7 separate regions of the Mus musculus genome follow, and regions 2, 3, 4, 5, 6 and 7 are each linked to region 1. Evidence: chromatin contacts called from public HiChIP or PLAC-seq, capture Hi-C and promoter capture Hi-C data. All regions are on one chromosome and are shown on one strand. Each heading gives the region's core, a stretch centred on a gene start, on an enhancer-like site or on the middle of the called end of the contact. The rest is flanking DNA. Distances are from core to core; before and after follow the strand shown.

Region 1 (2,700 bases), core at 29-2,528:
CCATGCAGATGCTAGTAATTGAACCCAGGTCCTCTGGAAGAGCAGTCAGTGCTCTCTTAATCCCTGAGCCATCTCTGCAGCCCCTAGAGTCATCTTCTATAAACTGAAAATTCAGAGTATGTTCCTCAATGGTTTTTCAAACTCCTTCTACAAAACCCTGCAAGGTTTACTTCCTGATGTTTCTGTAACTTCATTTCCTATCACTTTTTTTTTTCCAAACCAGGTCTTTCTGAGCACTCCTTCATGATACCATTTTACTTACTCTCTGGCTTCCTAAGGATCTATGCCCAAAAATCCCTTCATCAAAGACAACAGGCATGCCTCACCCTATCTTATTTGGGTTTCCTTCATAATATGCATCCACTTCTAAAGTGTAATATGTGTGCCTATTGTTGCTTTCATGCTCAAATACAAGCTGGAGCAGATGAGCAGATAAAATAGAGGAAGCCCAATTGAATTTAAATTTCAGATAAACAATGAATTATTTTTCAATATGAAGTTGTCATAGATATTGGAGGGCTCTTATAATTTAAAAAAAAAATAGCTAAACCAGGTGTGAGGATGCATGCCATTAATCCCAGAACTCAGGACCAAGGCAGGCAGATCTTTGCGAGTTCAAGAACAGCCTGGTCTACATAGCTAGCTCTAGGGCAGCCAGGACTACATAGAAAGCCTCTGTCCAACTCCCTCCCCCCTCCCCAAAAATCACTGTTTATCTGGTATTGGAAATTTACTAGTGTTCAGTATTTTATTTGCTAAATCTGGCAACTCTATACAGAAAGGAAAACACATTGGTTATTGTGTTTATGGCAGCATCCCCAGAGCTAGAATAGTCTCGATATTTCACCACCAGTAAATATTTATTGGATGGATGGGTGGGTGGGTGGATAGATGGATAGATGGGTGGAGGGATGGATGGAAGGACGGATGAATTATTCAACTGGGCCATTAAAACAATGAGCCTAAAGAACCTAAGAGTAAGAGGGATGGAGTCTTTCAAGAACTTTTCAGAAGGTGGAGCCTCGGGTGCCAGTCCCCGCCCCTGCTTCTCAGCAAGCAAAACTCTGCCTCCGCTGTAAGTTGATGCGGTCAGCCGCGGTCCGACAGGGGCGGGGCCTACTAACTGTGGCTCCAGACCCAGCACGAGCCAGAGCCGCGGCCCCTTTAACGTTCCACCTCCCCAGCACCACACGCGCCCTCCTGCGTGACGTCACCAAGGGGCGCCCAATGGGGGCGCGGCTTACTGGCAAGCCTTGCCCGGGGCCGCTGCCAAAGGGGAAGTGAGCTAAGACTGGAGCTATGGCCCGGGTCTGGAGCCTGCGGCGGCCGCCACCGCCAGCACATCCAGAGAAGTCGCGACCGAAGCAGGGGCCGGAGACGCGGCTGGACTGGCCGCGGCGCGTGTGAGTTGCGGAAGTCGCTGGTGGCGGAACACTTCAGGCTGGCGGAGCGGTGGTCACCCCTCATCACTGCGCCCCCTCCAGGCCCTAGCAGCAGGGCTCCCGCTCCTCTCGCGCGGGTCTCTACAAACTCAGGACAGAAGCCACGGGAAGGTGATCATCCCGAATCCTGGTGGGCGTCCCGGCCTGGGAGTTTTCTAGGCGCCCAGGCAGTGTTGGCGCTCTCCTGTCACCACCTCTCCAGTTAAGGATCAGCGAGTTCCCACTGCCTGCTCTGCAAAGTCTCCTCTCCTCCCATTCAAAAACAAGTTTATTTTCCTTCTGCATTGGGAATCTTGTCCCAGAGATCTAAAGTACCTTAGTTTTGTGTATCTTTCTCCCGCTTTCTGGAGCACTCCTAGAAATATTGGTTGCCTACACGACTTAGAATCTCGTGCTTGACTTAGCGGGTTGTTTTGTTTCGTTTTCCTTTTGACAGGTAATAGTTGTTTCAGAAATTTATCCATTTAGATCTCCAGTTCCTTGGCCATCTCTATGTAACTTCCCCCACCCCCCATCCCCCATCCACCTGAGTCCAATTTTCTCTGGGCTCTATTCTCCAGCCCTCAGTAGATCTGGTCAGTCCCACCTCTGGGTGGGAGTGATCAGGGGGCTCAGGCCCAGGATTTCCAACCCTGGAAGGCAGCTCCAAGTCAGCGAGAGAGTTGGGTGTTGGCTACGAACCTGGCAGCTCAGGAGTGGGCCCGCCACTCACCCCCCACAAAAAGATGAAAAAGCGCAAAGAGCTCAATGCGTTGATCGGCCTGGCTGGTGACCATCGGAGAAAGAAGACCAAGCAAGGCTCAGGCAGCCACCGCCTGCTTCGCACTGAGCCTCCTGACTCAGACTCAGAGTCCAGCACAGACGAAGAGGAATTTGGAGCAATTGGAAATCGCTCTCGTTTTGTCAAGTGAGTGTAGCAGTGGGGAGGGCTGAAATGGGCAAAAGGCATCTTGCACTACTACCAGCCGGGCAAATGGATGAGAAGGAGAGGGGAGTCCCTTGGAAGAAAAAGGGAAGTAGGCCTTGGAAAACAGGGAGAAAGGATGTTGGACAGGGCAAGTTCTAACTCTTAATAAAGAGTAAGCAGTCACTCTAATGTCTAACAAGAGCTTCAAATCTAGGGTGGAAGTGTGGACTTGGGGAATGGGCTCATAGCCCAAGAAGGAATTAAAAAGGTTACTCATGGAGACAGAGGAGCAGAGAGGCTCTTGGGGCTAGGCATTTTTAAAAAGTAGGTCAAGGGACCTTAAGACCAATA
Region 2 (2,700 bases), core at 35-2,534, 820 kb after region 1:
GATTTGGCCTACGGAATTATTTTATTTTTTTAAAGGCAGGATTGCCTGGAACGCTTAACTTGCAAAACAACGTTGTTGAGTCGACTGGACACATCTTCCTCCGCATTTGAGTCCTTTATTACTACCACTGGGCGAGAAAGAGGTGTTGATTTTGTTTTTACCTTATTCTCTATTACCTAGAAATTACATTGAGGAATACAGAAGACTGGGGCCCAACATTCAGAATTCTATGAATCAAAGTGTGGCGTTAGGGGCATTGAGCTTGAAGGTCATCCAGGAAGTAACATTGTTGAATTTATCCTCTGTGTGATTTATTCTAAGTCTCCTCTCCCACCCCCAACCTGCCATCTGTCGACCAAAAGGAACAGCTACCAAGTACTTCGAGCGTTCTTGGCTCCTTGTGTAAAAAGCTGAAGACAAAAAGGAGAGTTCATTTACGTAGGGACTCCTTTTTGACTACTTCCTCCATTCTAAGCAGTAAAACTAACTTCCTGAAACATTCGTTTTTAGTGAGACGCTGTCCGCCAGTTTTATTACCTTCTCTGGCAAGGTTGTACGGTCCCTTCCTGTCGTGCAATAGCCAAGAGAGTGCTTATAGACTCTTTTGGGGGTTTATTAGCAAAGACTGGGCTGGAGCAGATTTCAACCCTCCATTCTGGCGGCTCCGTGACGCCTGCAATGCCCATGAACTACAACTCCCGGCAGGTAGTGCGCCCACACCGCCGCGCATGCTCTAGTCCGGAGGGGCGGGAGTATGTGTGTGTCTATGGCTTGCCTAGGACTGTAGTTTCCACGGCGCGCGCCTGTGAATGGAGGGGCAAAGGTGTACAGGGCTCGGAAAACACACTCTTCCGCTACTTGTTTGACAATTCTAGTAGTTGGCGAAGCATCTGGTTCACAATCGAGGTGTGAGAAGGTGAAGAAAGAATGGGTGGGGGAAGAACTGGTACAAATATATCCTCCCATATTCACGTGCTCCCAGGCCGGAGGACCCGGCTGGGAGCTTTAAAGGGGCGTGCTGAATTCGGCTGGTCCTCGCCCCAAGAGCGGCACAAGGAGAGGCGAAGGCTTTGCGGAAGGGAGAGTGGACCGACCGGCGTCGCGCCGAAGGGCGCCGGGGGCGGGGCGGGAAGTAACCGCTGCAGGAGCAGCCCAACGTTTCCAGAGCGAGCCGCGGGCGCCCGGGCGGGGTCACGAAAGCTGGAGCTCACGCCTGCGCGTGCGCCGGTGCTAGTGGGCGTGAAGGAGGCGGGCCGAAGCGGCAGAGGGAGGGCCCAGCCGGCCGTCGCTCCTCCTCCACCCGCTCTGCCCCCTCCTGGGCCTTGTGGGCCGGGCAGCCATTTTGGGAAGAGCTTTGTTATGGTTGTGGGCTAGTCACCTCTGCTGGTCGGAGAAGCTGAGGACGCGTCCTCAGACGCCGCGAGTCGTCCTTGACCGTAGCCCCGCCGCTGCCGGGTGAGTATGGGTCCTGGACACCGAGCAGAAGGAGACCTGGAGTGGTCCCGGCACGGGCTCCGCCGGCACCTAACTGGCCGTCTAGGAAAACTAGTTAGAAGAAGGTCTTGCACAGGTGGTTGGGTGTGGGTCCGCCGGGGTGGACGAGGGACCTGGGAGTCGCCGAGTTGGAACGTCCCCCTCCCCCCCGCCAACGGGAGGAGTCTTGCACACTAGCGTCGCCGCGGCGGTTCCAGAGCTCTCCGACTTCAACTTCAGTTCCCGGTCGGAAACGCTCACCTGCGGCTCCGGCTCCTCTCCAGGAGTTCCGGCTTGATAGTGGTTGAGTGATTTGGTTTACTTGGGTTTTATTATCATTATTATCATTACTATTATTATTATTATTATTTTACCTTTCTTTAAAATAAGAGCCGAAGGCTTCTGTTTTCCAGTTAAGAGAAACTTAACGAGGAAAAAGTCGTGTAAGTCAAATGTGGACTATCTGGGCGAAAGGGAACTTCCACGCCCGGAGTCGCGGTTCTCTGGGGTAGGGAGACCTTTTCAACTTCAGATTGTCTTACTGGTTATCTACCAAACTCCGTCCCATTGGAGTGGAAGTTTGATTAGTTGAAGTGGCTTAACTAGTCGTTTTTATTCCATGCTAAATCTTCCCAACCCATAAAATTCAAAAGATACTGAATCTAAAATGGCTGTAGCCTGAGGAAGAACCCTGTTTAAATGCTTAAATATAATAACATTTCAGTCGTTTTTTCCCCTATGGGACGTTTTCTCTTAGGAGTTTTTGACAATTGGTACCTTTGAAGAGGGTAGGTGTAAGCGAAGGTGAGGCTCAGGAAGTTTACTGCAAAAGTTTACATAAGAATGGGTGCGGTTTTTTGTTTTTGGTAGTTGTGAATAGTTCTGAAATTGTGCTGTGGTATCAGTTTTGTCTGCCACTTTTGTACTCTGAGGTTGGCATGTATAATGTGTTGAATAGTTTAACTTTGATAACTCTTACCCGGAAAACCAGAAGTTAGTGGTGGTTCATGGTTTTTGTTTAGTAATAAAGCCACTTTTTTTGTAAATCTCATCAAAAACTAAAGAGTATTAGACGCCAGTAGACAGATTTGTAGTTTGTTGGTGGTCGAATGTTTTTTGTTTTCAAAATGGGTTTGTCAGTGTAGCCCTGCCTATTCTAGAACTCACTCTGCAGTCCTTGCTGGGCTTGAACTCAGACCCTGAGTCCTGGGATTAGAGCGCTTTTAT
Region 3 (2,700 bases), core at 40-2,539, 950 kb after region 1:
TTCCATGTCTGCCCCATCCTTATAGCATGACTTTCTAGAGGGTAAAGTTTGGATTATATCCATCTCTGGGTTCCTAAATCACACAAAGCATGTGATATGAAATGGGAACTCTGAGCTTTGTATCTATCCGGCTTCCCCTCCCCTCCCCCAAGGTCTCTATGTTGTCCTTGCTGTCCTGGAACTTGCTATGTAGACCAGGATGGACTAAAAAACACAGAGGTTCTCTTGCCTCTACCTTCCCAGTGCTGGCCATCAAGCCTGACCCCTCTTTAACTCTCTTGACTTTTTTTTTTTTTTTTTTTTTGGAGGCAGGATTTCTCTGTGTAGCTCTGGCTTTCCTGGAACTCGCATTGAATTGAGACCAGGCTGGCCTCGAACTCAGAGCTCCATTAGTCTCTGCCTCTAGAGTGCTAAGAAGATGTGCCATCACTGCCTGGCTTGGAACAGTGACTTTTAACTCAGGAAATTGACCACAGAGCCCCAGTTTTTAAAACCACAAATCAGTTTAGTGACAGGCTGAGATTCAGAAAGATTTAAGAATAATGCAAGAAATGGGTGTGAAACAGAAAAGCAGTATCCAGTAATCAGAGACCAATGGAGGCTGCCCTCAGTGGTGAGGGTTAATGAGGACCAGACTAGAACAGGAGTTTTGTTTTTGTTCTTAACGATTTATTTCTTTTCATTTTCTGTGCATTGGTGTTTTGCTTGCATGTATGTGTGAGGGTGTTGGATCCTCTAGAACTGGATCTACACAGTTATGAGCTGCCATGTGGGTGCTGGAAATTGAGGCTGGGTCCTCTGGTAGTGCAGCCAGGGCTTATAACGGCTGAGCCAGCTTTTCCAGCCCTAGAATAGGTTTGTGAGGCTGGGGTGCGACTGAGAAATATTTGGGTGCACAGTTTCCCCTGAACGTGGTTTAATTTTAGACGTGGCCTTCCAAGAGCAGTAAAACAGACCCTTCTTCTAGTTTGGGTCTTGATTGCACAGCACACAGTGGTCCTGGGAATAAAGAGAGGCACGGATTACCCGGGTACCCCGATTAAACGAGGAAATGACTCAAAGGGCAGTGCTTTTCTACCTCTGGGAACAGCATCACTGAAAGTGTGAGCGTTTCCCCCTGGAGACCCCCTCCACTCCAGGCCCATCCAGGGAAAGCGCTGAGTCATCCCCCGTAGGCCGGCCAGGGTGGGGCGGGGCTCAGCCAGGTCCCCCTCTTCCCGCACCCCCGGCCCGTGAGAATCTCGCGAGAACTTTGTAGGCTATAAAAGCAGCTCCCCGCGCGCGCTGTCGGGCGACCTCTTCCTGCGTTCTCACGGCTCTTTCTGTTTGTGAGACCTGTGGCTCGACCCTGGTGAGTGTGCGGGTATCGCCGCTGAGAAACGCGGCTCGCGCCCATCACTGGTTCCTTCTCCCTCTGGCCGGTCCCGGCTCGTCCCGGGCGATCACGGGCTGAAGCGGCAGGGCGAGGCCTGGTCCCGCGAGTGCTGGAGCTCTACTCGCATTCTTCACGTGGCGCTTAGTTCCCGGACCTGTTGGAACCCTGAGGCTAACGTTCAGTTTCCTCCTCTCCCGCTCACCGATAGAGGGCGGAGATGGCTTGGTGGGACGAGTTTGTGCTGGAACTTACCGCGCGCACTGGGCTGTGTCGTTGTGTTTTCTGATGTGCTATAGTGGGTGATGGCGTGAGTGGTAGGAACGTAACCTCCAGCGAGCTTGGGGCGTGACCTTCTCCGGCGTTCTAGTCCGATTCCTACGGAGACTTCTCAGCGGCCGGAAGTCGCTTTTCCGGGATTGGTTGAGTTTGGAAATGCTGGGCCACGTTGCAAAGCAAGTTTGATTAAAAGATGGTTTATGTTAGGGGGCACACCAGATAGGTAGTTGCTATGCTGCAGGTGCAGCATGTCCCTGAAAAAAAACAGTTAAAAGTTTTTTAAAGTTTGCGATGAAAGATGCTTTTTTTCTTGGCGTTTCTTTTGGTTATTGGTATTATGAACCAAGAAATTTGGAACTTGGATTCCAACTTGCACTCATACTGAGAGGCGTAAATTTTCTTTTAGATTGTGGGTTTTTTTTTAATGTGTATGTCTACCTGTGTGGTAAACACCCCCCCCCCCCCGAGCTAGTTACAGGTGGTTGTGAACCCATCCTAAGTGGGTGGAGGAATCTGAACCAGGACTTTTCCGGAAAGGAGCAGTGTAGGCTCTTAAATTGTTGCGCCATCGCTGAAGCTCCTAATGTTGTACATCTTAACAATTTATTTGTCTTGGTGTTGACCTGGGTCGATAGTGCAGAAATCGGTTTCTTAGCAGTACATTGACTCTTTTTGTATTTTTCTTAGAGTATCTTGGAAATAGGTTGGCCTCTAATTTGGCTAGCCTTGAACTCCTGAATCTTAAGCTTCTACTTCCCAAGTGTTGAGATTACACATCCCAAGTTTTTTTCTTTTAAACATTTGTGTGTGTGAACCTTGTAGAAGTCGGCTTTCCATCCTTATGGGCATTCTGGAGATGGAACTACGGTCATCAGATAGCAATTACCTTAACCTGCGTAACCTCCCTCATACAGAAATTGAGACAAGTGTTCCCTCGGTTCAGTATCCTCCTCCCTCAGCATGCAGAGTGCTGGGATGATGCTCCACTGTCCCTGGGTTAAACCTAAAGAACGTTTTAAGACACGGTTACTAAATCTAGGTTGGCCTCA
Region 4 (2,700 bases), core at 80-2,579, 740 kb before region 1:
CAAGGAGGCCAGAAGACAACTGTGATCTATCTAACCAGGATGCCGGCAACCAAGATGATCTGCAAGATCAGCAAGTGCTCTTAACCACTGAGCTATCTCTACAGCCCCAGATTTTACCTGTTAAAAGTATTTACTTAGTGTGTGGTGCTAGTCACTCAACCCAGGACCCTGCACATGCTGGGGTCCTACACTACTACTTAGCTGCATACTAGCCTCCCAGAACAGTCTCAGATATACAGAAAATAAATGAAGCACACCTCCCACGCACTTTCCTCTTTTTTTTTTTAACATCTTATATAAGTATGTACATTTGTTTCTATTAACCCAACATTGATACATTATTAATTTAAAGTCTTTTATGTATTTAGATTTTTACCTGCCTTTTAAAAAATACACAAAGTTTAATGTAACATGAACTAATCCTAAGAACACGTTTGCTACCTTCCCCTAACACTATAGACGTGCTTCCTTTTTAATTTAAGTCTTTTCTTGTTTTGTTTTAATTACAACGAATGCCTGATCATCTCAAAGATCTCCAACATGGACCTCTGGCAGCACGCACACATAAATCACACACCACAACTGTCCCCAATATCAGCACTGGAAATAAGTATAAATAGCCACCAGTATTTTCTGTTCAACGAGAAGGAATTTCCCAAAATTGGTAAGATCGATCATATTTTAGAAACAACTTAAAGCAAATTTAACCTCCTCTATCTCTGATCATCTAAGGGCTTGAAAACTTTTTTTCTCCTGAGACAGGGTCTCATGCAGACCAAGTTGGTCTTTGATTTGCTTCGTAGCTTAGAAGACCTCTCTGCCTCCACCCACCTCTTCAAAGCTGGGACTAAGGCGGCGCACCACCACACTCGACTCTAGTCTTTTGAGACAGGGTCTCTAAATAATTCCAGCTTGTCTCTAACTCGTGGCGAGCCTCCTGTCTCAGCACCTGCCTCGGAAGAGCGCAGGAATTACAGGGGAGAACCAAGCTTGGCTAAGTGGATCCCAGCAGTCAGACCACAATCTGTGCAGGAAGCACTTCCAGCAAACCAGCCGGGATTTCTTTTTTTAACTGCGCATGCGTTTGGCCAATGCCAGCCAAACCGGAACTTAACCGTTGACCAAATGAAGGTTTAAATCCTCTGAGTAGTGACACAGAGCTGCGATGGCGCCCTCGGTTCTTTAAAGAACCTTGGGATAGGGCGAGCGCTAATCCCAGGCTGGGCTCCGATTGGTCGTCACAGCAGTCTGCAGTTGAGACGTTGCGTGACGACCGTGGTACCGCCCCTGCAGCGGGACTGGCCGGGCTTCTGGCCAATCAGCAGGCGCGGCGCGCCCTTTGGTTCCCTCCAGCGAGCGCTTGCCGCCTCGGTTCCCGCGACCCCAACGTCCCAGAGGCGGGGCCGCAGTCATCTGAGACGCTACCTGGATCCTGACTCTGCGTGCCCAACAAACGGGCCCAACAACCAAACCCTAGCTTGGCGGCGGCCGTGACAACAGCGACGGTGGATCTTTGAGCTCCTGATTCCCCGAGGCGCCCTACGGGCCCGGGAAGCACGGTGAGTAACAAGCGGCCTGTAAGGTCGGAGTTAGCGCGGTGGAACCGATGACCACAGGGCCGCCAGGGGAGAAAGAAGGCGGACCTCACTGCTAAAAAATGGGAAAGAAGTTTACATTGTGACGTGCCTCAGATTGACTTCACTGTAGAAATTTCTTGGAGACTGAAACCCTGATCCTTGCTTTTTTGCATTCTTTCTATCTGACCCAGACTGTGTAAGGAATCTATTACGTGTTTATAGTCCGTGGTCTACAGGAAGTAGACCTATGTCAAAAGTGAGGCGTGGACGTACAGTGTCTGAACACAAAGACAGTGATGTCACCCTGAGAGATTGCACATTCGTGTTGGGGGTTGGATGATAGGATTTAGTAGGAAATTCCAAAGGAAGGGGAGGACAGCCTGTGTAGTCCTATCGACTGCTGATAGTCGAGTTAGGACTGGAGGATGAGTGACCGGGGTTATGGTTGCAGTAATTGGGTAGGACCTTAATATGAAGGGTTTTTATTTTATATATGAAGAAAAGCTATTGACTTTCTAGTCAGGGGAAAAACTTGTACATAAACCCATTTGTGTCTGCACTGGAGGGACTTGTCAGTAAATCTGGCTGGGCTGAGGAGGACAGCTAAGGTGGGAGGCCAGAAAGAACTTTCTATGGGTAAGAGGGAGAAGAGGTGAGGGTGACTTGATGGTCCTCATTTGCTGCACAATGAAGACATTCCCTGAGCAGACTATTTTTGTTAGGTACAGGTTTGTACAGCTTTGGCTCCATTAGCTTTATAAGTAATACTATCAAGATGAGCTAGTTATCAAATCTCATTTGGTGGCTTTCAGATGAGAAAGACCTAATGCATGAAAGGAGAGACAGGCACTTAAGTCATTCCTGTTGGTGAGGAAAACTTATACTTTGTGGGGGTAGAGTTATCAGTGTGATTACTGATACCATGGCAGTCAACTGCTAAAGAAAGGCTTCTTTTAAAACAAGCAAACAAACAAACAAGAAAAACAAGCCTGTATTTCAAGAAGTTTCATATCTCTGGGATAAGTTTTAATTGATCCTTAAAGGTTATATCCAGTAGAACTTTGCTCTCCCAATATTTTTAGCCTTAGACTATATAGAAAAGGTCTCTTCTAAATGACTTACA
Region 5 (2,700 bases), core at 99-2,598, 660 kb before region 1:
CGCCGGTCCCTACCTGCTTCCTTTTTAATAAAATAAGTGTGTGTTCCTCAGAAGCTGTCACTGTGTCATTAGCTTCCTCGCACCCCCTACCCGGACACACCCCCCTGCCCATGTAAACCTGTTACCTATTCACAGAGCTTAATTGTCATGAATCTAAGTAAAGGGTTACCCAGGGGAGGTGACACAAAGCCCTGAGTTGGAAGGGGCTTGAGCAAGGTGAAGTAGGTGTGAATTCAGGGCGACACCCAAGGTTAGAGATCCAGACCACATAGGAAGGTCAGGAAATAGAAGAGGAGGCCAGTAGACAGCTAGAGTTCATAGAGAAAATGGCTTTACTTTCCTTATGGGCAAGAGGGCTACACAAATTTAGGCCCAGGACAGGTGGTGGTAGTGAAGAGCTTGCTGGCTGGAGGACTGGCTCTGTGGATGACCATGGGGACAGTGAGGAAGGACAGTTGGTGTGGAACAGTTGGTGAAGGGAGTAACTGGGGCCTGGGTGGAAGTGAGAAGAAAAGAGCAGCCAGGCTCTGGAGGAGCTTGGCCTGGTCAGAATCACTTGGGGCTTAAGGGCTTAAGTATTGCTACTGGGTGTGCTGGCTTGTGACTTTGAGTGAGTCACTATCATTCTGAGGTTTGGTTTCTTTATCTGTTAAACAGAGATGTTAACAGTCATCTTCCAGGACTGTCATGGGACTTCAGCATAATATATGCAAAGTATCTGTGTTTCATTAAAAAATGATTCTATAGAAAGAGCTACGGAAATATCTATAAGAAAGCATTCTTTTTCCAAGAAACAGGACCAGGAGGGATGGGACTGTCCTAACAGAAGAGACGAGGGAAGGACATGAGTGTGAGGGAATATTAATCCCTCACTCAACAGCAGGACTTTTGTGTGCCTGTCTTATGTCAGGAAAGGAGGGGTAGCCAGTCTTGACCACCCATTTTGACTTCAGAGGCTGGAGAGCAGAGTGGAAGCTGGGAATAGGAAGGAATCCTAGAGGCAAGTGCTATGGGAGGAGCTTAGTGGTGTGGTGTGGGCAGCCTAGCTCTGACAGTAAAGTCCCTGAGCAAGTTGTGCTGAACTGAACTGTCCTGAGGGGCAAGGTTGGGAGGTATCTGGGAGATTTCACATTCTGTCTTGAGCATTACCTAGTTTTCAGTGGTGGAGCGGGCTGGTCCAGGAATGCTGGCTTCCTCCTGGGCCCCATACTCTTGCCAAGGCTACCTGGGGTGAGGCAATGCTCCCCCACCTCACTTTGCCTTCCAGCTCCTACTTAAGCTCTCCCCACTGGTTTGCTCTGAGGCCTGCCCCTCCCCAGCTCCTGGGCTTTCTCTCCACACAATAACAGGATGTGATCTTCGAAGAGAGGAAGTGGGGGAGGACTGCTGTGCCGATAGCAGGGAAGGAGGGGGGCTTCTGACTCTCCCCTCTCCAGCCCTCCTTTGCTCTGTAGGCCAGCCCCTGCAGCTCCTTGATCCCCCTAAGCCCTACCTCAAGCTTCTATCTGAGACAAGTAGGGATGAAGGGTCTTTAGGCCCATGTAGGACTGCTTGCCTATGGAGAGACATGCCTTGGCCACACCGTCTTCAGGATCTACCTTCTGGAGAGACTTGCTGGCCTAGCTTTAGATGCTGGGTTGTTTTCTGCCCGGAGCTGCTGGAGTCTAAGGGTGGGCAGGTGGGTCATTCTGTAGGGCTCCATCTGTCCAGTGCACTCCCAAGTCCACACGAGCATGATTCAGTGCAGGGAGTGCGTGATAGCATCAATCTAAAGGTCTATGTCAAATGCTGGTTTGGCTTGCACAGTGTGTGTCAGGCTGCAAAAATGGACAGTGAAATCCAGAAAGACAAGGAGCATGAGGAAGGAGCAAGGCTAGGCTGGAACCCAGCACTAGGTCATTGGGTTACCGCCTCTTCGAGCCAGGGATGTTCTTAGAACTTCCAAAGTTGATGGGAAAGTTTTAGATCTTCCCTGTCCAGTATGACAGCCATTAAACACATATAGTGTTTGAAGGATGACTAACACACCAGTGAGCTTGTCACTTTGTTTAATTTGAATGAACTTAAATGCAAAGGATCATGTGTAGCCATTGGCTATTGATTAGTAAAACTTCAGATCTTCACCCATTGGATTACTGGCCACTTGCTAGTTCTCTTGCAGAACCAGGCCATGCTGGGGATACAGATCAGTTGGTCGTTGAAGCCATGCATTAAGGATTGCCCTAGACACCAACCAGAAGACTGTATCTCACTTAGTGGTCGTGGAAAAGAATGCTAGCTCCGGGGTGGGGGTGGGGGGGATTAGTGGGAGTTTATCAGGAGTGCAAAGAGGAAGTTGGGTGGCAAGTGCGTATGCAGGTGTAGCATTGGGAAGAATGGGATGTGCTTTGGAGATTGTAGTCTTCCGCTGATGGGGTCAATGTGCATGGTTGCAAGTGTTGGGCCAGAGAAGCCTGGGAGTCTGGTCACCACCAGAAATCTGAAGTTCCCTGAGAGTGATGGGAGCCATAGTGAGGATTGTGAGCAGGTAGGGGGCTGGTCAGAACATGTTCTAGGGACTTTGTAGTTAGCCGTAGTGGAGAACAGCTGCTGGCAGGGACATAAGTAAGGATTCAGAGAGCCACAGCATCCATAACACAGAATGATGGCCCGCTGGACTCAGGCAGCCGCAGCATCCATGGCACAGGGGGATAATGGCCT
Region 6 (2,700 bases), core at 94-2,593, 680 kb before region 1:
TTGTAGGGAGCGGGAATCCCGAGGGGCCAGGGGTGGGGAACGGGCGGAACCCGCCGGGTCCCAACGTGAGCGCTCAGCCCTCTCCTCTGCGCATTCCTGGGCCATCCCAGCGCCGCAACCCGTCCCCGCTCCCTCCGGAGAAATTGCCAAATTAAAATGAATCATTTGGCCCATAATGGCCGAGGCGCTTATCGGGGGCGGGCGGGCCCGAGGCGGCTCCTTATCTCGGCGGCGCACACGGCCGGCGCTAACGAGGCCGCGGGCGGGAGCGGGATTAGAGCGCGCGGCGAGGCGCGGGCGGGGGCTGCCCAACATGGCCACGCACACCCCCAAGGCGCAAAACGTGAGCGTCCCGGCCTTCTTCCCAGGGCCGGGAGACAGTCGCCTCCCGTGGAATTGCCCGTCCGTTTCCTCCGTCTTTCCCCATGCGCACTCCAGCCTCGGCTCCCTCTCCCCCGTCTCTTCCCGGGGGGCACTTTCCACGACGCCCCTCCGCTGCCCCTCCCGCCGGGGAGACTCTCTTCCTTCCTTCCCCTTTTCCCCTTGCGCAATAGACAGAAAAGCGCAAGGCGCTGGCGGCTTCCATTGCTTCTGGGCGGTGTGTGCGGGCGGCCGGGTTGAGAGTGCTTGCGTGAGCGGCAGGCTGCGGTGGCTACTCCCCGCGTGGGCTTTTGGCGATAGGTCGTGTGCGGGAGTGTGAAACCCTGCGCTGTCTGGGTGTGGAGATTCCGACCTCTCTGCGTTTTATTCGTTGTATGTAAATTGCCCTGTTTCTTTTCTCCACAAGGTCGGTCTGGTGTATCGCAGTGTGTGGCCTTGGACAAAGTGTTAGGCTGGTTTCGTTATGTCGGGCGGGTGTGATCCTCACCCTGTGAGGTTGTGTGTCTGTGAGCGTTTGCGTGTGACTGATGTCGCTGTGTCATGTTGGACAGTATGCCGGTCTGCCTACACCGGCTTGTGGGACAGAGCTAGCTCGTGTTCATCTGCTTCCCTCCTCTGGGCCTGGACCATGTGTGGTCCTGTCCAACAAGAGTCCTATGCCTGTGTGCCTGTGTCCTTTAGAGGTGCGTTTGCAAATCGCTGGGGGCGGGAGTGGGGGGAGGGCGAGCGAGAGATCGAGGCGCTGGTGGGGGCGTCAGCATGGGGGCGGGGAGTGGGATTTCACATTTTATTCCAAATTATGATGTATTCGGGAGCCAGTGTTGGCTCGGATGGGCGGACAGAGCCCAGTGGGCGGCAGCTCTGTCCGGAGGCTGTCTGTGCCTTGGTGTTGCGGGGGTCCCCTGGTGTGTGCGGGGGGAATCTTCTAATCTGGAAGATGAGCCGCGCTCGCTGAGGCCAGCGTCTTCCCGCCCGCAGCGCCAGGCCTGGATTCGCGCTGCCCCTGGGTTTCGCCTATTTCTGGTCAGTTTCGCGGGTGCGTCCGCGGTGGTTGGGAGAGGCTGGGAAAGACAATGGGCACATTTTCCAGGTCTGGTGCCAGGGGTGGGGGTCCTCGGGATCGTCCCGGGGGACATTTTCTCAGTCCCTTTCCCATCCCGGTCCAGTCAGACCCCCTAGCAGGTTAGCTGCCCTTGGAGTCCACTTACGTTGGAAGGACCGCTTCAGGGCCACCTTAGCTGGACAAGAAGGATCGCGTTTTCCCCTTTTACTGCGATTGTTAATACCTTCGTCATCATCACCATCACCCTTAATATCCGCTTTTAATTAAAACAATCGAACAAAAAGCTCACCAGTTCTACCCTTTAGCTTCTTTGGAGGGAGAACAAAGCAGTCCTGTCCTGTCTTAGGCCCCTCCCTAGCTGCTTTTTTTTTTTTTCCCCTAACTTGCCAGGTTTGGGGTAGGGAAAGAAAATGAAGAGGTAGTCAGAATAAAGAGTCACTCCATAAAACAAACATTAGCCTCAAGTAACAACGGGAACGAGTGTATTCCCCGCGTCTCCCCTCCTCTTCCCTCCTTCTCTGGATTAGCAAGGAGAAAGAAAACCTCCCGCACTGAATTGAAAGCCAGGGAGGAGGCAGTTCTGAGCTTCCGCCAAAGCCGCAGCGGAGAGAAGGAAGCCTTCGCAATTAACCCAAGACTTCGATGTGCCATTGGGCGGTGGACATCTCAGGCAAAACAATTAAAAAAAAAAAAGGAGGCGAAAAATAAAAGCAAACGAAATCCAGCTACCGCTCTTGGAAGTGGCGTCGGTCTGCTTTGGCCCGTCTTTCCTTTTGCTTTGTTTATCGCTGCGAAACAGTATAAGAGGTGTAAGAGTTAACTCTCATCTACTGCCAGTCAAAACCCCGAAAGTCGAAAATCTTTTGCAAAGGTGGTGGAAGAAATGGTGAAATACCTTCCTTTATATCTCTGCATCCATTAGAAAGAAAACAAGGGACCCAGCTAAAACAGATAGAGCTCTCTCTCTCTCCCTTTCATCCCTGCAAGGGAAATAGGATCTTTGGAAACAGGTTCTGCCTTGTCCTGGGCAGGAACTTGAAAGATGGGGTCATGAGGAGTATGGGACCAGGGCTCCCAGGTTCTGACCCAGCAGCCAGGGCCTGAAAACTCTTGGGTTTTTGTTGTTGTTGTTGTTGTTGTTTTTGTTTTTGTTTTTGTTTTTCCATCCCGTTCTCTCCACCCTCGTCAAATAGAGAATTACATCTTCCTGCTCTGGCTAAGCCTGGGCTAAGGTTGTGGGGGCAACCCGCATAGAG
Region 7 (2,700 bases), core at 49-2,548, 860 kb after region 1:
TGGGTTTATGCAAAGACATACTGCTAATATGAGGTTTACCTTGTGCGGAAATGTTCCCTACAGTGGAGAATTCTAGCTTGAAATCTGTCCATTTTAGAGAACAGCTGTGGTACAGATGACAGTTGCCTATCAGAGGCTAAATAGGCAATGAAGTCAAAGCCGCAGTTAATTAAATACTTGGCCAAACTCACTGTAATTGGTGGAACAAACTGACATTTTCACACCTGGGCCCCACCCAAAGGTGGCCAGGCACATTGCCCAGGCCTGCCTAAGCCTGTACTCGCTGCCCAGGGAGCTAGGGCACCTCCCCAAACATAAACATACATTTGAAGGACCTGGCGATTTAGCAGACTTGGTCTATTCTTTGTCCCTTTTCTCTCTTTTCTGTCCAGTCCGCCTTTTCTCTTTTGTCACATCCTCTGTAGGACGCTGGTGTCTATAAGAGATTCCATTCCATGGCCGATTACTCAGGGGAATCAGGACTTTTATCCTGTGAATCCTGTGATATGGTTTTCCGCTCCTGGGCTCTGTTGGCCACACACACCAAACGATTCTGCATTGGCCGGCTGACTCCGGAGGTAACACTTAAATCACAGCCTTCAGTCGCGATCAAACGAGGCACCAAGGTAAGGGCCGCCAGTGGCCAGGGGTAGGTTTTCCATCAATCATTATTCTTACGTTTTTTGCCTCCCCGCCACCAGATCATGGCACAAGAAAAGAGCCGTGATCAGGAAGCCAGCACATCTGCTCTAAAGAGGCTGACAGAGGAGGTACACACCAATCATGACTACAAACTTCAACTTTACATGTGTAGAGATTTACATGCTGGAAATCACCCAGTACAGAAATAGCGGGTCCGAGTTATTTGCAGGTGCAGTTGCTGTCCCTACAGAAAATAGGTCCCCGAGCGACTGAGGGTCTCACTTCCCAGACTGCAGGGAGCCCTGGGGAGAGGCTGCGAGTCTTGCAGGGAACCCGCGCCAGACGCATGGCAGAAACAGAAGCACAGAGCCGGGCGCTGGAGCGTCGCGGCGAAGGTGAGAGGTAAGGACTCGGCCCTGTCGCTGTGCTCGGACTCACCCTGACTCTGCCCATTTGTCCCTCAGAATTAAAACGGCGCCTCCACAGCGTGGCGGGACCCAAGGGAGGATTACCCCGCCCATTCGACTTGGAGCGCGAGCTCAGAGAACTCAAGGAAGAGGCCAACCGGACCCGGGGAGCACTGCAAACGCTAGGTGCGCATTTCCAGGCGCTCCAGCTTCAGCCTCGGTGAGTTGCCGGCCCAGCTTTGGTAGGAGTGCGGGCGGGGCCTTGGGCTCGGGTCAGTGACATCATCTGCTTGCGCCAGAAAACTGCAGGACACCCATAGGGCAGTGGAATTCTGTTACCTGCCCCTGCGGTTCAACCCGGAAACGCTGGCTGCAGAGATCCGGTGAGGACCCCGGCCCTGGGTGGACAGGATCGGGAGTCTGTTCAGTCTGGGAGATCGCTTTCTGCTGCCTTCTTGCTAGGATCCTACGTGAAGCCTACGTGCACGGTGGAGGCCGGGACCCAGAAGTTCTGGACAAAATATTGCAGCTGCAAGTGGAAGCGTCAGCCCTGGAATTGCAGCGGTCGCAAAACCGCAAGGGTGAACGAAAGGGTCTATCATAGAGGGTTTCTACACTGATGGTCCTAGAGTTGGAAGGAGAAAAGGGCTTGAGGGAGAGCACCACTAGAATGGGAGGCACGTAAGCCCAAGGAAGGAAAACCCATTGCCAGATGACAAATCCAGGCTTGTGCAGAAACCCTTAAAGTTGGATTACTACATAATGCTTGACAGATCACTTTAATTCATCTCAGAAAAACTAAGTGCCGCCTCTGAGGAGGTTCTAACGGTGGAAGCCGAAAACAGGCTCCTGGAGGCAGAAATCCTGGCATTGCAGAAGCAGAAAGTCCTGAGTCTGTCGCCCTGGGGTCAGTGAAAAATACAGCCTCTCCCTAGACAATCCCAGGGAACCCAACTCTGAAGGGGTGAAGGGACCAAGTCGGGAGGATGAAGTCCATGTCTGTAACGTGTTTCTGTCAATACAGCTATCTTTGTATCTTTGGTTTATGAGCCTGTACTCCCTCTGACTTACTCAGTTTGCTGCTTCCTCCAGCTCAAGCCACTTTGTTGTTGTTTCTAGGATCCAGGGATCTCCCCGGACACCTGAGTAGGTGTGATAACTCCCTCCTCCCTCCACTGGTTGCACCCCCAATACCACAACTTACAAGTTCCACAAAAGCCCAGAACTTCCATGGCACTTCAAAGACTGTGAGAAAGACAGCATTCGGGGTTGATGGCTGGCTTGACATGCAGTTTGGGGATCATGGGCAGATTGCAGTTCTGTAGGACTGAACTCTTTTGTCCACAATAGATACTTAATGGAACCATGACAAGAAAAATGGGTCTGGATCTCCACTTCCTCCTACCTGCATCAGATGTTCTAGGTCCAGCACCCTATGATCCTGGGTGAGGCCTGCTCCCTCCTTCACAGCATTTTTGAATGCTGACATTTATGGAGACCCACCAACCGCCATCCAGGCTTAAAGTACTGGCCGGGTGGAGGAATTAGGGGCTCTGTGTACATAGATTTGTATTCTTCAGGGCTGGCCTTGTCATTTTCTATGACTTCCTGCGGGGCCTTGACACTTCTTGGATATGGGTACAGCTAATGA

The links. Promoter capture Hi-C pulls out the DNA fragments that hold promoters and counts their contacts. HiChIP or PLAC-seq counts read pairs in DNA pulled down with a chosen protein or histone mark. Capture Hi-C pulls out chosen DNA fragments and counts their contacts.
Region 2: a promoter capture Hi-C map of liver shows a contact between it and region 1, with 2.7 times the contacts expected there. The contact joins the promoter of Gpbp1l1 here to the promoter of Efcab14 in region 1. A contact is called at or near these places in 3 of 39 promoter capture datasets (liver and pre-B cells), 1 of 115 datasets of contacts at active chromatin or transcription factors (memory CD8 T cells) and 2 of 9 other capture datasets (adipose tissue and liver).
Region 3: a contact with region 1 is called in a promoter capture Hi-C map of pre-B cells, with 3 times the contacts expected there. The contact joins the promoter of Prdx1 here to the promoter of Efcab14 in region 1. A contact is called at or near these places in 1 of 39 promoter capture datasets (pre-B cells) and 1 of 115 datasets of contacts at active chromatin or transcription factors (memory CD8 T cells).
Region 4: a contact with region 1 is called in a promoter capture Hi-C map of hippocampal neurons, with 7 times the contacts expected there. The contact joins the promoter of Stil here to the promoter of Efcab14 in region 1. A contact is called at or near these places in 13 of 39 promoter capture datasets (the 3T3-L1 cell line, the C10 cell line, the HPC-7 cell line and 7 more), 5 of 484 Hi-C or Micro-C datasets (LSK cells, embryonic stem cells, muscle stem cells and 2 more), 14 of 115 datasets of contacts at active chromatin or transcription factors (the 230-238 cell line, bone marrow-derived dendritic cells, bone marrow-derived macrophages and 7 more) and 1 of 9 other capture datasets (liver).
Region 5: an H3K4me3 HiChIP or PLAC-seq map of bone marrow-derived macrophages shows a contact between it and region 1, with 4 times the contacts expected there. The contact joins the enhancer-like site here to the promoter of Efcab14 in region 1. A contact is called at or near these places in 11 of 39 promoter capture datasets (the 3T3-L1 cell line, cranial neural crest, embryonic stem cells and 4 more), 14 of 115 datasets of contacts at active chromatin or transcription factors (bone marrow-derived macrophages, cardiomyocytes, differentiating embryonic stem cells and 6 more) and 2 of 9 other capture datasets (adipose tissue and macrophages).
Region 6: a contact with region 1 is called in a capture Hi-C map of embryonic stem cells, with 5 times the contacts expected there. The contact joins the promoter of Tal1 here to the promoter of Efcab14 in region 1. A contact is called at or near these places in 11 of 39 promoter capture datasets (the C10 cell line, cranial neural crest, embryonic stem cells and 6 more), 1 of 484 Hi-C or Micro-C datasets (the Ba/F3 cell line), 10 of 115 datasets of contacts at active chromatin or transcription factors (bone marrow-derived macrophages, differentiating embryonic stem cells, embryonic forebrain and 3 more) and 2 of 9 other capture datasets (adipose tissue and embryonic stem cells).
Region 7: a contact with region 1 is called in a promoter capture Hi-C map of erythroid cells, with 5 times the contacts expected there. The contact joins the promoter of C530005A16Rik here to the promoter of Efcab14 in region 1. A contact is called at or near these places in 3 of 39 promoter capture datasets (erythroid cells and liver), 1 of 115 datasets of contacts at active chromatin or transcription factors (memory CD8 T cells) and 1 of 9 other capture datasets (liver).

The regions. Positions count from the first base shown.
Region 1 is chr4:115,736,492-115,739,191 of GRCm38.p6, forward strand. It overlaps Efcab14 (EF-hand calcium binding domain 14), which reads left to right and starts at 1,279. Exons shown (of 11, transcript NM_001368627.1): 1 at 1,279-2,349. The coding sequence starts at 2,168.
Region 2 is chr4:116,556,374-116,559,073 of GRCm38.p6, forward strand. Gpbp1l1 (GC-rich promoter binding protein 1-like 1) reads left to right here and starts at 1,285. Exons shown (of 12, transcript NM_029868.3): 1 at 1,285-1,455. It also overlaps a transcript of Tmem69 not described here.
Region 3 is chr4:116,684,310-116,687,009 of GRCm38.p6, forward strand. Prdx1 (peroxiredoxin 1) reads left to right here and starts at 1,290. Exons shown (of 6, transcript NM_011034.4): 1 at 1,290-1,351. It overlaps AV051173 (expressed sequence AV051173), which reads right to left and starts at 1,713. Exons shown (of 3, transcript NR_040442.1): 1 at 1,628-1,713; 2 at 1,336-1,529; 3 at 653-999.
Region 4 is chr4:114,998,789-115,001,488 of GRCm38.p6, forward strand. Stil (Scl/Tal1 interrupting locus) reads left to right here and starts at 1,330. Exons shown (of 17, transcript NM_009185.3): 1 at 1,330-1,559.
Region 5 is chr4:115,074,368-115,077,067 of GRCm38.p6, forward strand. No RefSeq gene overlaps it. Among named protein-coding and RNA genes, the nearest start is that of Pdzk1ip1, 13 kb to the right of the region's middle. Within about 2 kb of position 1,349, at least 99 of the 459 cell types and tissues checked have an H3K27ac peak or open chromatin away from gene starts, as enhancers often do. A contact at or near this core is called in adipose tissue, bone marrow-derived macrophages, differentiating embryonic stem cells and 1 more, where this site is marked.
Region 6 is chr4:115,056,468-115,059,167 of GRCm38.p6, forward strand. Tal1 (T cell acute lymphocytic leukemia 1) reads left to right here and starts at 1,344. Exons shown (of 5, transcript NM_001287388.1): 1 at 1,344-1,404. It overlaps Gm33786 (a long non-coding RNA gene), which reads right to left. Exons shown (of 2, transcript XR_376559.3): 1 at 1,590-2,700; 2 at 1,155-1,442.
Region 7 is chr4:116,596,332-116,599,031 of GRCm38.p6, forward strand. It overlaps C530005A16Rik (RIKEN cDNA C530005A16 gene), which reads right to left and starts at 1,299. Exons shown (of 3, transcript NR_029450.1): 1 at 1-1,299. Ccdc17 (coiled-coil domain containing 17) reads left to right here and starts at 399. Exons shown (of 13, transcript NM_001037916.3): 1 at 399-626; 2 at 702-770; 3 at 932-1,037; 4 at 1,107-1,269; 5 at 1,349-1,432; 6 at 1,512-1,630; 7 at 1,843-1,956; 8 at 2,169-2,296; 9 at 2,400-2,494; 10 at 2,630-2,700. The coding sequence starts at 456.